2 separate regions of the Mus musculus genome follow, and region 2 is linked to region 1. The links are chromatin contacts, called in public HiChIP or PLAC-seq maps. All regions are on one chromosome and are shown on one strand. Each heading gives the region's core, a stretch centred on a gene start, on an enhancer-like site or on the middle of the called end of the contact. The rest is flanking DNA. Distances are from core to core; before and after follow the strand shown.

Evidence for each region. HiChIP or PLAC-seq counts read pairs in DNA pulled down with a chosen protein or histone mark.
Region 2: a contact with region 1 is called in an H3K27ac HiChIP or PLAC-seq map of SST interneurons, with 6 times the contacts expected there. The contact joins two enhancer-like sites. A contact is called at or near these places in 6 of 484 Hi-C or Micro-C datasets (cerebral cortex, cranial neural crest, embryonic cerebral cortex and 3 more) and 2 of 115 datasets of contacts at active chromatin or transcription factors (SST interneurons and embryonic basal ganglia).

The regions. Positions count from the first base shown.
Region 1 is chr12:88,416,394-88,423,585 of GRCm38.p6, reverse strand. The region is part of intron 4 of Adck1 (aarF domain containing kinase 1); the gene reads right to left. Among named protein-coding and RNA genes, the nearest start is that of 4930473H19Rik, 22 kb to the left of the region's middle. Within about 2 kb of position 2,980, at least 13 of the 459 cell types and tissues checked have an H3K27ac peak or open chromatin away from gene starts, as enhancers often do. A contact at or near this core is called in SST interneurons, where this site is marked.
Region 2 is chr12:89,102,866-89,110,057 of GRCm38.p6, reverse strand. All of the region lies in intron 3 of Nrxn3 (neurexin III), which reads right to left. Among named protein-coding and RNA genes, the nearest start is that of Gm40537, 130 kb to the right of the region's middle. Within about 2 kb of position 3,452, at least 31 of the 459 cell types and tissues checked have an H3K27ac peak or open chromatin away from gene starts, as enhancers often do. A contact at or near this core is called in SST interneurons, where this site is marked.

The DNA.
Region 1 (7,192 bases), core at 1,731-4,230:
ATAATGATTAATAAAAAGCAGATAAACACCCAGTGTGGCTGGCCAGCCCAGGAAGCCATTCCATTAGAGCTGTCATTCATTAGTGGTGGGGGAGGGACAGTCCAACCAGATCTCTTCAGCTTAAGCAAACCTTCTGTAAATTGTAGGCTGCAGGCACTGACATTTGATAAATTATTCTTCATAATCCACCATTGCCAGTCATAAATCTAATCCTTCAACTTCCCCCATCTTGATAACTCCTACAGTCTGGAGGGGGTGGGGTGGGGTATATGCTCCTGCCTATGAACAGAGGTCTCTGAGACAAGAGACTTAGAGATCCTAGCTAGAGAAGATTATGAGATCGTGACCCCTTCCCCACCCCGGCCAGGGCACAGCCTGAGCAGGTGTCCCCCGGGTGATCAGAGCTTAGGAATGAGCCACGCTTGAAGCTGCAGTCACCAAGGCAGGTGAAGTGCTCTGGTGGAACAAGAGTCAAGATATGGCCAATACATAGGACCAGAAGTCTGGAACTTTCCAGTGCCAGCTGGCACCAGAAGGCCTTCCCACCTCCTTGATTCTGAACCTAGGTAAGCCCAAGGGAGCATCAGGAGAACTTAGCTTCCCGGGAACGGGATGTTCAAATCAACCACAGACAACACCTTATATTTGCATAACGTTTGGTATCCTCAAAGCACTTTTACCTAATTTTCCACTCTCTCTGGAGGTTAGTTAGAGGAGCTGGTATCAACCCCATTTTACAGAGGACAACATGTTCACCAGAAGCCGTTACTCTTTTACACGTACAACAAGAATTTCCTAGGAGACGAACCAGTGCAGGGCACTGTAGCTATCACTGGAGACTGAAGGGGAAGGAAAAGGAAGTATAACATGAATCCAGTCACCATCCTCTGAAGTTACTAGCAGAATGTAAGGGAAGTACGGGCAGATATAGAAACATACCAACTCAGTGCAAATGAGGAGAGCAATGGCTGGTCCTCCTGAGCACGGAGAAGGGAGAGGGACAGAGCGCTAGCACTCGACAAACAGAACATAGGCGTGGGCAGAGAGGGTCTCCGACAAAAGAGCAGAGTGAGACCTGAAGACTGAGGAGTCAGTGAAGTTGCTAACAGAGAGAAAGAAGTGCCTTCCAGGGGAGAGAGAGCGATGAACTGAGCAAGGGCATACAGTGACAAGAGGGAGCCAAGGATCTGATGGCTCCCAATCCAGAATCCAGAGCACCTTGGGCTTCCTGGCCCCTCACCAGAGAAGGGTCCTCTTACAAGAGAGCAAGCCCAGTGTTCTGTGCAGCTCATGAATTCTAACAGGCTCAGCTTCACCAATCTGGCAGGCCTTCTCCAATCACCTTCAGATATCCCTAGGCTCAAAACAAGAGCTGCGGGATACAATGTGCAGTATGGTGTCCTTCACTTATGGCTGCTCCACTTGCTGTTGGGACAGGCTTCCTGAACTCTGGGCAGTGGCAGCATGCCTAAGCTATGTTGCCATACCTCAAAGTCCAGAGCAAGGGAATCTAGAACATGCGTGCAGCAAAAAGTTCTCGGGACTCCCTTTCCATGTGAGGAAGACATAGTGCCAAGGAATTTAAAAGGATGGGAAACTCAGCTGCGGCACGTCCACCAAAGCTACGAGGAAAGAGAACATGCTGCAGCTATGGGGCTGGGAAGACAGCCCAGTGGGCACTATGCTTTCTAAACCAGCAAAAGGACCTCAGCTTGGATCCCCGGCACCTACAGAAAAGGCTGGGCAGCAGCATGTGCCTGCAGTCCTGGCACTGCAGATGTGGACACGGGCCGTCGGTCAGCCAACCTAACCAAATCAGCCAGCTGTTCCGTGAGAGACCCTGTCTCAAAACAAGGTGGGAACCCACGGTGGTGGTGCACACCTCTGATCCCAGCACTCAGGAGACAGAGCGGGTGTCTCTGAGTTTGAGTTTGAAGCTATCCTGGTCTACTGAATAAGTTCTAAGCCAGCCACAGCCACACAAAGAAACCATGCTTTTAAAAACAAAAAAGGTGGAGAGCAATAGCTGAAGACACCTAATGTTGCCCTTTGGCCTCCACATACATGTATATATGTACACACACACACACACACACCAGCTGTAGGGTGGGTGATCTCCCTGTCAACCTGCTAATGGCACAGCTCTCCTCATATCAGGGAGAGCTGAGCCACTGTGACAAAGAGAGCATATGACCTATGAAAGTCAAAATACGGACTTTCTGACCTTAGGGTAAGCAGGAAAAAATGGTCTATGTTCCCATCCCAGAAGCTGTAATGTGATCTTACATGACAGAAGAGACTGTCATGAAGCTCCTGAAGCATCCAAGACCCAACATCACAACTGCTCAGTAGGGAAAGGTGCTTGCTACTAAGCCTGGTGACTTAATTGAAATTCCCAAGTCCCACACGTTGAAAGGAGAGAAACTCCCTTAAGTTGTCCTCTGACTTGCACACATGTACATACACACACACACACACACACACACACACACACACACACACACACAATTACTAAGATGAAGAAGAAGAGGTGAGAATTTAACCCAGTGGCAGAGGGTTTGCCCTCATGCATACATGAGGCCCTAGATTCAATCCCCAATACTGAGGCAGAAAGGAAATAAGTGAAAAGGGGAGAGGGGGAGGGGTGTGCATAAGGATCAGAATCTAAGAGAGGAGCAGGGCTGAGAGGCTGAGACAGACATTTGATGGTGCTGCTCTTTCACTACAGGATGGAGCCAGACACTCAGCCAGCTTCTAAAGGCTACAAAACGCCAAGAAAGAGTCCCTCCCAGGGTCTCCAAAGAGAATGTGCCTTGGCCAACATCTTAACTTTAGGATTCCTCCTCTGCAAAAACAGAAATAGGAGCAGCAGGTATTGACTGAGACCACTAAACATACAAACTTGTCACCTCAGCGAGAGTCTTATGTGGGCCATTTCCAGTGTCCTCTGACCCCTGGCACACCATATGAGCGACCTTAGCCGTTTGTCCCATTTTCCAGGATAAATGTGTGCCAGAAAGCTGGGGACCGTCCCAAGGCAATGTGGGACAAACATGAATCTCACAGTATGGATCCAGGAAGGATGCCAGAGCTTTCTTGACTCCATACCAGGTGATGACGTGGAGGACCAGCCCACTTCTCTTCCCAAGGCCAAGGCTCTTCTGTTCCCCAGCTGTTTCTTCAAGTAGTCCCTTTCCAACCCCTGGCCCAACGCCAAGCCCATGGAACTTCAGCATCACCCTGCCCCCATCAGGAGGCCTGCTTTCTGTGCGGCTCAGGTAACCAGCCATCAATAACCTCTGGCCCTAAGGGAAAGCTACACAGCCTCCAAAAGTCTTCTGTCACATGTCTGTAGCCTGACAGGCAGGATCTCCAGCTGTTGCAATAAACCTCTCCTTCTACACACACGACTACAGAGAAACGCCCCAAAGCACATGACACCAGCATGCTAATGTGTTATTTCAACCTAAATCTCTAGAATCCAGACGCCGCAGTCTGTTCAGCCTTAGTGCCTGTGCATGGTCATGCATACGGATGCACAAGCGGATGTTTGCAAACAGCCCTGCATAGTCCAGAAGACAACCTTGGGTGCCACTGCTCAGGTATCATCCAGCTTTTTAAGACAGGATCTGTCACTGGCCTGACACTCACCAATAGACTACACTGGCTGGCCAGGGAGCTCCCATGCTATGCCTGTCTCTGTCTCCCTGGTGCTGGGATAACAAGTACACTACGCCTCACTATTTCCCTGGTTCTGGGGTTAAACTCAGATCCTCATACCTGCAAGGCAAGCACGGCACTGTCTGAGCTCTCGTCCCAGACCCCTTCTCAGCATCACTCCTACCCGAACCCAAGGCCACTCTGACCCTCACTACTAAGGTTTCTATTCTTACAGGTAGGAAAGTATTGCAAATTCCAATGATATAGAAGACTCCTCCTCAGGTGGCCAGCTGACACCCTTATATTGTCCCTTTCGGCATTAAGTCAGTACTGGGGTTCCCACTGTCCATATCTGAACCCTGAGGGTGGATTCTGGCACCTCCCTCTCATACACACGCACGTGCGCGCACATACATACATACATACACACACACACATTTAATGCAGTCTTCAAATATGCCTACCCATCCTCTCTTGCTCCCCAGCCATGATCCAACCTCTTGCCTGGATGACCATGAAGGGACACTTAACTGGTCTTCCAGATAGTTCTGTAGACCAGCTACTACACATTAGACCATGCAGTGCTCTTCATGGGGCTGATGAATGACTGCCAGTCTCGGATTCCCTTAACACGCCCAGCTCATTTCTCCAGCCTCTGAGTGCAGTCGCCACCTCTTTCTTGTCCCTGACCAGGTTCTTTATGCCCTGAGGCCTCTGACATTTCATTTGTATGTGACATCCCTCTGTCCTTTAACAACTCTAGGATCACAACTTCCAAACTGCTTCCTCTGACAGGCCAGTTTCACCTCCTGAACTTATTATCCAGAAAACTGTGTGCTTCTCCTTGTGACACCTGTGCAAGTGTCATTGAAGTTTTATTGTTTCCCCATAACCAAAAAATGAGCTCCCTCATGGAAGCTTGTCAATTGTACAACACAGGACCATAAAACAAAAGTTCTGTGGCCAGTGGAGAAGTCAGGAGGTGCATAAAGCCAGCAACAGAAGGCCCTCATGGAGATGACAAACCCTAGTGACCCAGCCTTGGACACGAGTTATACAGACTTAGAGACACCACCCTCTCTACTCTCAAGATTCACACACCTTCCTGAAGAGACCCCTCCAAGGTGTCACCCTGTCCTGCCTCAGTTGTCAGTCAGCTCAGGCTACTCCACCTATGTAAAGGTGCTCAAAAGCCTTCCTGCTCATTCTCCTCTCTACACTGTGCACTGCCTCCTCCAGAAAGGTCTAGCTCGTCCCTCGCCACACACTCCCGTGGGATCCGGAAGCCCTGAAAGCAGCACCTCGGAGGAACTCTCTTTCACTCCACATCAGCCTTACATTGTCACTACCTTGTCGTGTTCCCTGAAGTACAAGCTCTCAGAGATGTCAGGATAGTTGCAAAGTCAAAAGGACTAGTCAACCCCAGCAGTTCATAAAGTGCCCTACTCTGACTCTCACCCATGCACATGACCATGCAAGCATGTGCAGTCACTGGAGGATACAGGGGTGAAAGAAGAACCACACTGTCATCAAGCAGGTAACTTCAGGAAGTCACATTGCATTTTTTGGTCTTGATTCCTAAATTATAAAGGATAGTGTTAAAAGATTCAATGACCTTTCGAATTCCATGACATTGTACCCCTTCCAATTTACAATTTCCAAACTATGCCTAAGGCCCATAGCAGCAAACCTACACACAGCAACATATATATGCACACAGTCAATGAGCATGTATATGAAAGCCTAGAACTCTACCTAGATTCAGTCTATACTACTGGCTAATGATGTGTGTACACAGGCACATAACTGACACATGAATGCATGCACCTATGCAAATACACATTCATGCCCAAGTCTGGCTCTCCACTTGGAGTCAGGCCACCTCCTTTGCCAGAGAGGTACTCACAAATACACACACACACACAGAGATATACAATGCACATGTATACATATAGATATCTGCATGTGTGTACACATAGACATCTGTACACATATACATATATGCAGACACATGTGTGCATGTGCAATATATGTGCATACAAATATGTACACATATACATTTACACATACACACACTTACACACATATGTACATAGTGCCTGCATTCAAGTATGCATGCAAATATACATGCACAAAAACATACCTATACATGTATACGCATATATGTATACATATGCATGTACATGCACATGCATTCACATACACAGGCACATATACACTCTCTTCCCAAGAGATACAGGGCCCCAAGGAAGGGTTCTCCTTGAAGGAAGCTGGGCCTCCCCATCTTACATTACCACAGAGGCCCAAACTAGGGCATGGACTCGTTCCTCAAGCTCTGCGAATGAAGCAGCAGGCCCACCTGGCTGATTCATAATCAGCATAAAAAATTGATTAGCCCTTTCCAGATTAAACATTATTGTTTCAGTGGTGAACATAAATCAGCAAGACATGCAGAGCCCAAGGGCAGCATCAAGTAGACAGCTGGTAGGGAGAAACAATGATGGGGGGGGGCTCTTTTTGGAAGAGAGCATGCCCCTCCTGTACAACCACAGCTTGCAAGCACAGGACAGCCACTTCTCCACAAGAGCCTGACCACCTATCCTTGCACTTCCTAAGGCCTCTACTTGGCCATCAGCTGACTGGCTCTTGAGGTAACCACTCAAGGACACCCTGGTGCTGGAGGCAAGACGGCAGAACCAGGTGAGGCCAGAGCAAGGAGAAGAACCTCAGGGTGCTGCCTCAGTCTAGCCTCACCAGCCTATCAATGTGGCCTTGAAGCAGGCCCATCCCCTCTAAGGGGCAGCCTGTGTAACTAGAGTGGATCTAGAGTAACCGGCCAACGAAGCTTTTCTATCCAGCCCTGGCTCATTCACTGCTGTGTGATCCTTGGTCATCCAATGTCTCTACATTGAATGCACTTTGCACACCTTGGAACACTACAGTAGGCATCCCATACACATACCTTGCTGAGCTGCTCTGGGACTAAATGAAGCCACATGCTTGAAAATACCCAGTGTCCATTCCAGACTGAAGGAGCACTTAACAAACAATAGTAGTAGTAGCAACAGCAGGAATCCCTCATCCTCCTGCCCACTTTCCTCTTAGGAATCACAGGAAAGGCTACCCTGCCAGGGCCGCAACCTTTGTAAAAAACACAGAACTCCTCACGGGAAGCTGAAGACTGTTGGAGTTAAGAGCCAAGATTCTCCTCAAGCTCATGACTTGACGTCTCTGAACTGTTTACCCCTAGGCAAAATGGATGCCCCTCACAGGGCAGCCAAGAGAATTAAGCCACAAGGCACCAGCCCCACCCACTCCCTGGATCTGGCCCTTTCCCACTGCCCCTTTCACACAAACATCTTAACTATGGTCTTGGGAACTAGCAGCTCCCAGGGGAAGCCATGTGTAAGGAGGTTAGAAAGTTGGAGCATTAAAAACTGTGTCTGCATGCTCCGCTATGTTCATAGCAGCCTTATTTATAATAGCCAGAAGCTGGAAAGAACCCAGATGTCCCTCAACAGAGAAAAGGATA
Region 2 (7,192 bases), core at 2,203-4,702, 690 kb before region 1:
GAGGCAGCACCACAGCATGTCAGCAGAAACACCAGATGGGAACTGTAATTACTTTTTTCCCCCCAACTCTGTTCATGTTTTACAAACCAGTACTGACACTTGAACAAAGAGCTTTGAAAATGCAGGCAGAAGCGAGGTATGTAAATAGCGGGCTTTGCGGATCTATCTTTTTTCAAAGAGTGGAGATGAAGGTGGCAGGCCTCTGGGTGCATACAGACCAGGGAGCAAGAACAGCCTCAGCAGAGTGCGGGTTCGTTCAGCATATAAAACACTCCACTGTGAATCCCTCAAGTCACAGGGCTTAGGAGGTGACAACTCTGAGCAAGGGATATAGGAAGGTAATACAGGGCAACTATGAACAAAGGCATACATCCAGTTCTTGGGTGGCTTGAACACATAGGTTCCATGTGCACCTTCTGGGAATTTTAGAGTGAATTAGTCCATAAGCTCTGTGGGTGCTGGGGGTTTCTGTTTGCATATGTGTGTATAAGAGCATGTAACAATTCCCCAATGACACTGTCACCTTTTCCCCATGGCAAGATTATTTAAAACAGTATTTCTAAATACCCACAGGTATCTGACATCTGGTAAATGGTCAATGATTGCTGAGTTGAACAGTCACAAAATGAAGATTATAGCAAAGATGCACTCATACACAATTTGATTCCAATTCTGTCATATTATATTGGTTCTCTGACCACTTTGGGGTCATGTACTTTGACAAGAAAAAAAAAAGAGCAAAAATATGCACTCTGCAAAGATGCAAAGACAAAGCAGGCTACAACAAACCACAGATTCATGTTTGTTTCTTAAGCTTAGAGAGAAGCTTGAGCCTCCAATCATTATTCTTTGCCAGATTTGCTTTCTAAAGATTTCTTCCTCTCTCATTTCCACCTTCACCATCACCAGGTGTGTTGTCAGTCTACTCCAGATGTGTCAGTCTACCCTAAAACATTCATCCTTCAACCCATGGTGCATTCAGAGGTCAGTTAACTAGAACATAATTTGTGACTTTACCACATCTATGTTTAAATATCATCACTAGTTTAAGATCACGAGACAAAAGAGAGCTTGAGTCCCACTCAGGGAAGATTCACAAATTACAAAATGCTAGTGTAGAACCAGAGACCTCACTTTGGATTAGGTCTAATCACGATGCCAATGGATTTGATCCCCGGTGTCACATAAACCAGATATTGTTGGTGCATGCCTAAACTCTCAGCACTTGGAAGATGTAAGAAGACCAGAAATGTGAAGTCATCCTTATCTATACAGTGAGCTTGAAGGGAGCTTTAAGACATAGGACACCATCCCAAACACCCCTCCCATGTTTCTCAATGAGAGAAACAGAGACAGAGAGACAGACATAGAGAGAGAGAGAGAGAGAGATCAGCATGGTAAACAGGGGATAAGGAATAAGGATAGAGATATTAGATGAACATGATATGGTTTCTCTTGCTGAACTCCAGAATGGCGGTGCCCATGCCCCTAATCACCAGAGTAAATTCATCCTTTCCATGTACCAAAACTGCCTCAAGTGGTTCTGGGTCCATGTAAAACTAGGCTTTGGGGTTCAGTTACAGAATGAAAGTCTTTCGCTGTGAGGCTCACCTAAGTAAGCTCCACAAACCCAGAAAGAGTGCTGCATTGCTGAGAAACGTTTTTTTTTTTAATTGTAAATGTAATCATTCCAAGTGTAAGTTCCTCTTAGTCTCACAGTATCTCGAAAAATGACTAGCATAGTTAGAAACACTCCCTTCTGTTCCTCAGCCTTAACACAGTCTTAGCATGCCAGCAGATTCAGTATCATCTTTGGACAGACTTCATGGTTTACAGACGCTACCTGGTTGCTGGGATCTCATAAAGGAGAAGGAACAAGCTAAGCCTTTTCATAATCCTGAGTTATCTACCCTTGTTACCCAATCACCCCTCCATATCCCAAGCCATCTCATCAGTGATCAGGTATCACCATGTTGAAGTTTAGGTGACATAAAGGTCCTAGAAATAAAACTACAAGCCCCACTTCTATGCATGATCCAGCTTCCCTTACTCTCTCTACAGTCTCCACCTCACACCAGAATTTCACCTCAGAACCTTGTCTATGGCTTTCGGGCTTAATTAAAATAAAAAGAACAAAATGTTAGTCCTTCTTTCTTATAAGATAGGAGGATAGTTTAAAACCCAGAAGAAAGGGATACAAAAGGAACCTTGAGGATGGTGGGAGGGACACAGGAGGAGGAACCTTGAGAGGATGATGGAAGGGATGCAGGAGAGTAAGCCTTGAGAGAATTGTGGGAGGGATGCAGGAGGAAAATACTGTAAGAGTGGAGAGAGGCTCGGAATGGGTATTCTGCAGGTTATACAAAGATAACCTGGAACACCTTCCCTAACTACTGGTCCTAGTATTATTCTATACTCATTCCTGAGCCAAAGGGCCTCCAAGCTAATAAAGCTAACAGAAGAAAGACCAGTCAGAACTGACAACATAATGTTCCTACTATGAATAGCAACGATGCTTGCTACCATTACTATTATTCATAATAAAGCTATTTGTGCCCCACTCAATACGAGGTTGAACAAGCCCATTAAGAACAGGAAACCTATTTCCTGACCAGTACTGTTTACACACATCACGAGGAGACACTTGCTGGCTGGGAGAGCCCCATTTGCTCTAACACAGACTTGGCAGAAACCAACGGAATGAAAATAAATCCCTCAAGTAGAATTGCTGTGTGGTCACTGAGGTCATAGATCCTGTCTGGCTGTGCTATATGCTAGTATGAAGAAACAGCAATGACCAAGGTCACCTTGCTGTCATGCTGAAGACAGGGACCCTCCTGAGGTCAGCTGAGCACGATCTAATTTGCATAAACAACTCTTGGGAAAGCTGTGAACTAGTAAGGTAGTTCATTACCTACACTGTTAGTCCTGCTTCCTTCATCTGGCCCTTGTCCTGCTCCCCCCTTGACCACTGAGAAACCCACTCTCTGCAGGGTCCTCTGAACCATAAGACTGTCCAACCCCACCACCCTACTGCCTCCTCAAGATTCCATTTCCCTCTGTCAGTTTCTCTCAAGAAAAGGTTATGCCTAAGTGACTCATTTAACAAAACCAACAGTGATGTTTAAGGGTCCTCAATGGAGGGTCGCAAGATACAATGCCCAAGCCAGTTAAGGAAGAAGACCAAATCACATTCCCCAGGGACATTCCACTCAGACAGAAAATTGAAGGATCCAAGCAATGAATCCATAACAGCTACATTCCAAAGATCTGTGACAAGTTGCGACCACTTTGATACAAGGGGCTTGTGGAACCTCTGCCTTCTCCCCTTGAATGATTCCTATATTTTCAGCAGTGCATGGCTTTGTGCCCTAAGGTTGGTTTCCTAGGATGTACAGCGCTCCACATGTTCGCACCAAGTGAAGCTTTCTTCCCAGCAGAGGGCAGCAGCCGCCAGAGGCTGGAGCACGGTGCAGCCATCTCAGAATGAGAGGACAGAGGCAGAAGGCAGGAGGGTGGGGGCTGGGAGGCAGCAGACCGGGTTTGCCACTTCATCATTTGTTGTCAGCTGTCACCTCTGGTACGATCTGGCTTTCCAGCCACTGCCCCCATAACCTAGTACTTTCTGGCTGGACTGCCTCACCCTGATCTGCCAGTGTGAAAGGCTTTGGGTTATTAATCTGACCCGTGGAGCAAAAGCACATTTAAACCTCTTAGCTTTCCCTTACTCAGCTGCTGACGCCACATGGAAAACTGGAAGAAAAAGAGAAAGACCAGAAAAGATCCAACCTAGCTCTGCTCCCTCCGTCAATCTGCCCAGCTCTTTATGCAAAGATGGGGCTGAGGAGGGTCCACTCAGTGAATGGATAGCCACTACATATCTTATCCTGGGCATCAGCCAAAACCAGCAGCAACATCACACCAGTCAGAAAATCAGGCTTTCAGAGTGTCCTTTTGGGGTCAGCAGGCTTAGCACAGGATGCCAAGATTGCTTTAGACAAATGAAAGCAATCAAGCAAGAAACAGAAAAGAACTACATAGAAGAGAGTTATAGGTGAGTAGATGGTGTTCTGGATGTTGACGCAATAGGATCTGCTGAAATGCATACCCAGGGTCTAATGTTTGTCATGCATCCCACAGCCCATTTTACTTGACTTAATTACTGATGCTGAACTCACTGGTCTATATTTTTTTTTCCTTTCCAGTTTTCTTCTATCTGTAGGTCACAGTTGAGGCCATGGCAAATCCCTGATTTCTCAGTGAGTTTACCAGGATGCCCAGAGTTCTGTTTATACCTCATGGAGAGAACCAATCGCCCACCACCATCATGCCCAGAGTTGCTGGAAACTTCATTATTGGCATGTACATAGTGTTTTATAATATCTGTCCTCTCACATTTTGTATCACAGCAGAACATCATCATGACTCCATAAGATAGTCATTATTAGACCCATTTTGCAGACAAAGAAACCAAGGCACAGAGATTATCACAAATGGATAGTAGTGACAAAACTGGTAGTTTTGTGGTAGTTTCAACAGCTCTATGCTACCACTTTAGAATGCAACCTGACAGTCTAAATCCCTTCACGCTGATCACTAAAAGATTTTGATTGTCCAAGCACTACCTGAGGCAATGCTTAGATGCTTTCAAAACTCTTTCACACTAGGAAAAAGCTCTTCTCAAGTGATCAGTTTTAGGGGCAAGCCAGGGGGAAAGCCTACAGTTCCAAGAAATTCTATAGGAAAATTGAAAATAACTTTATTCAAGATGATATCTGAACTGAGCAGAATAGCAACACAAGGCATGCTCCTTAGTGTTCTACTTGATCACTGAATGTTAACTGAGACTCTGCTATGTTCAAAGGGTCATCTTAGAATTGGAGGGTAGATGAAATGAACACAAGATATCACTTGTACTAGACAGGTTCATACAATCTGTCTAGAATAAAACATACAAAACAATATAAGACAACATATATCAAACACTAAATGAGTACTGTTAATAAGTATCTTAGAACTCCGGCAAGAGGAAATACCAAATATTAGGTTGATCAGAGAAGGCTAATAAAGAATTGGGATGTAATGGGAATTCTGGAAAAGAGATCCAGTAGAAAGATTCTAAATACAGATGTTGGCAGAGACTGGCTCCTCCCACCATCCATATATGCCAAGTACAATGGTAGGCCCATGCATTATTTAGTCAGAGAAGTGCACAAAATCTACACTGAAGACTACACTCCATTGAATGAGGACAATAGGAGGGGAACTAAGGAATGCACTGTAGATTGAAGGACCCCCAAAACCAGGCAAAGCAACTAGAACTCAACCACAAGGAAGAACCAATCACTTCATGAATTTCTCAACCAGCTGTCTCCTAGAGAGGTGGTGGTGCACCATAAAAAGCCTAAGATGTGCCCATGGGGGAAAATAAGGAGAGCTATATACAATAAGTGGGGAGAAAAATAAACACATTCTTCAAACCAGAGAGAGAACCAGGTATTGAGTGGAATAAGAGACCCAGTGTCTGGAGACAAGAGTAGACTTTCTGGAAGTCAGTCAGGAACCTCCAAATGAAGACATGGAGTCTGCTTTTGACAAATGTCACAACTGTCCCTAGCAGGCAAGCACCAGAGTAGGGCAAGCAGAAGGGGTAGAGACCGAGGTTAGCCACTTAAGTCATCCAGTTACTGTCCTCAAAGCCAGACTGGATGTCCTCATCCATGGGTCTTATTAGAAGAAGGGAGCTGATGTTCACAAGGTCTTTTTCTCCCATGAGCATTAAAAATGCTACTGGAATAGTAAATATCACCTCTGGCATATTTGTCCCAAAAGAAAGAAGCGTGATTTGGAATACCTAATTGAAGTGTGCTACAGGAGATAAGGTGCCTTCGAAGACTGACATTTAAAGGTAGGAGACACCATGGAGGACATGAAATATTGCTGTCGCGGCTGCTGCCTCAAAGGTAAAAGTCATTTTCACAGATGGAAATGCCCTGCAGCTCAGCTTCCTCCTCTCAGCTCCTGAGCCCTGGCCCACATAGGTCAGACACACAGGCCTATGGCCACTCTCACTCAGTATTAGCACCTGTCCACAGCCTAGGACCTACAGCTACCCAACTCTGTTAACAGTCTCTCTGTTGGGACTGAGAACACCAAAGGGCAGATGAAAGAGAAGGCACTCACTCTAGTTCTCTTTGCTCTTATGTATTCTTCACAAAATTCTGGGGTCTTATTGCTGGATATGGCAATAATTCTGTGAAGTCAGATGGGCTGGACAGGAAAGGGAAGGAAAATATCTGTCAGTGTATCTTAGTAAGTTCCATTTTATGCTACTGTAGAGGAAACATGGTAAGAGATTAAAGCACATTAACTAGGCTTAATAACTAGCATTAACTGGGATATAGTTACTTCTCAAGGGATGGGCCTAGATAATCCATCCTTGTTGTTAAAAAACAAACAAAACTCTGTGTGTGTATGTGTTCATGTACTTTATATACCTTTCCATGTGTGTTTGCATATGAATTTGTATGTTTGCATATAAATTTGTATATTATTTTATGAATGGGTATGTGCTTATGAATATGCATATAAAGGCCAGAGGTCAACCTCTAAGGTTATTCTTCAGGAAACATCCACTTTGTTTTTTTGAGATAATAACTTGGATTTTCTCCCACTGAGACCTGGGAATCATTGATCATGCTGGACCAGCAGGCTAGTGAGCCCACGGTTCTAACCATCCCTAACTTTCCAGTCCTGGGATACTTGCATGCTCCATCATGCCTGTCACTTTGTATTGTTTCTGGGTCTTGAATTCAGGTCCTCAGGCAGCACAGCTAGCACTTTGCTGAGTTTTCTCTCTGGCCCCACAAACACCCTTTCATTCCCTTTGTTCTGAGTTTTAGAACAGAGATAACATGCTGGCAGATAATAGAAGCTGAGCAGTTTAAATTCAATACATTTCATTAAACCTGCTTCTACCATATCTCTATCCATATAGGTTGCTGGTTAAAAATGAGGCTGCCTTTGAGTAACAATTACTACTGTACTCAAAAGACAACCTCATGACTTCCTTGTGACCTATTCTATAGTAGAATTGAATGATTTTTGAAACTAGGTTATAAAATGTCTCCTAGTTTCTACTTGCATTTCTATAATGCCCTTTGTCATATTTGCTCCTCTTAGCATCTAGCCA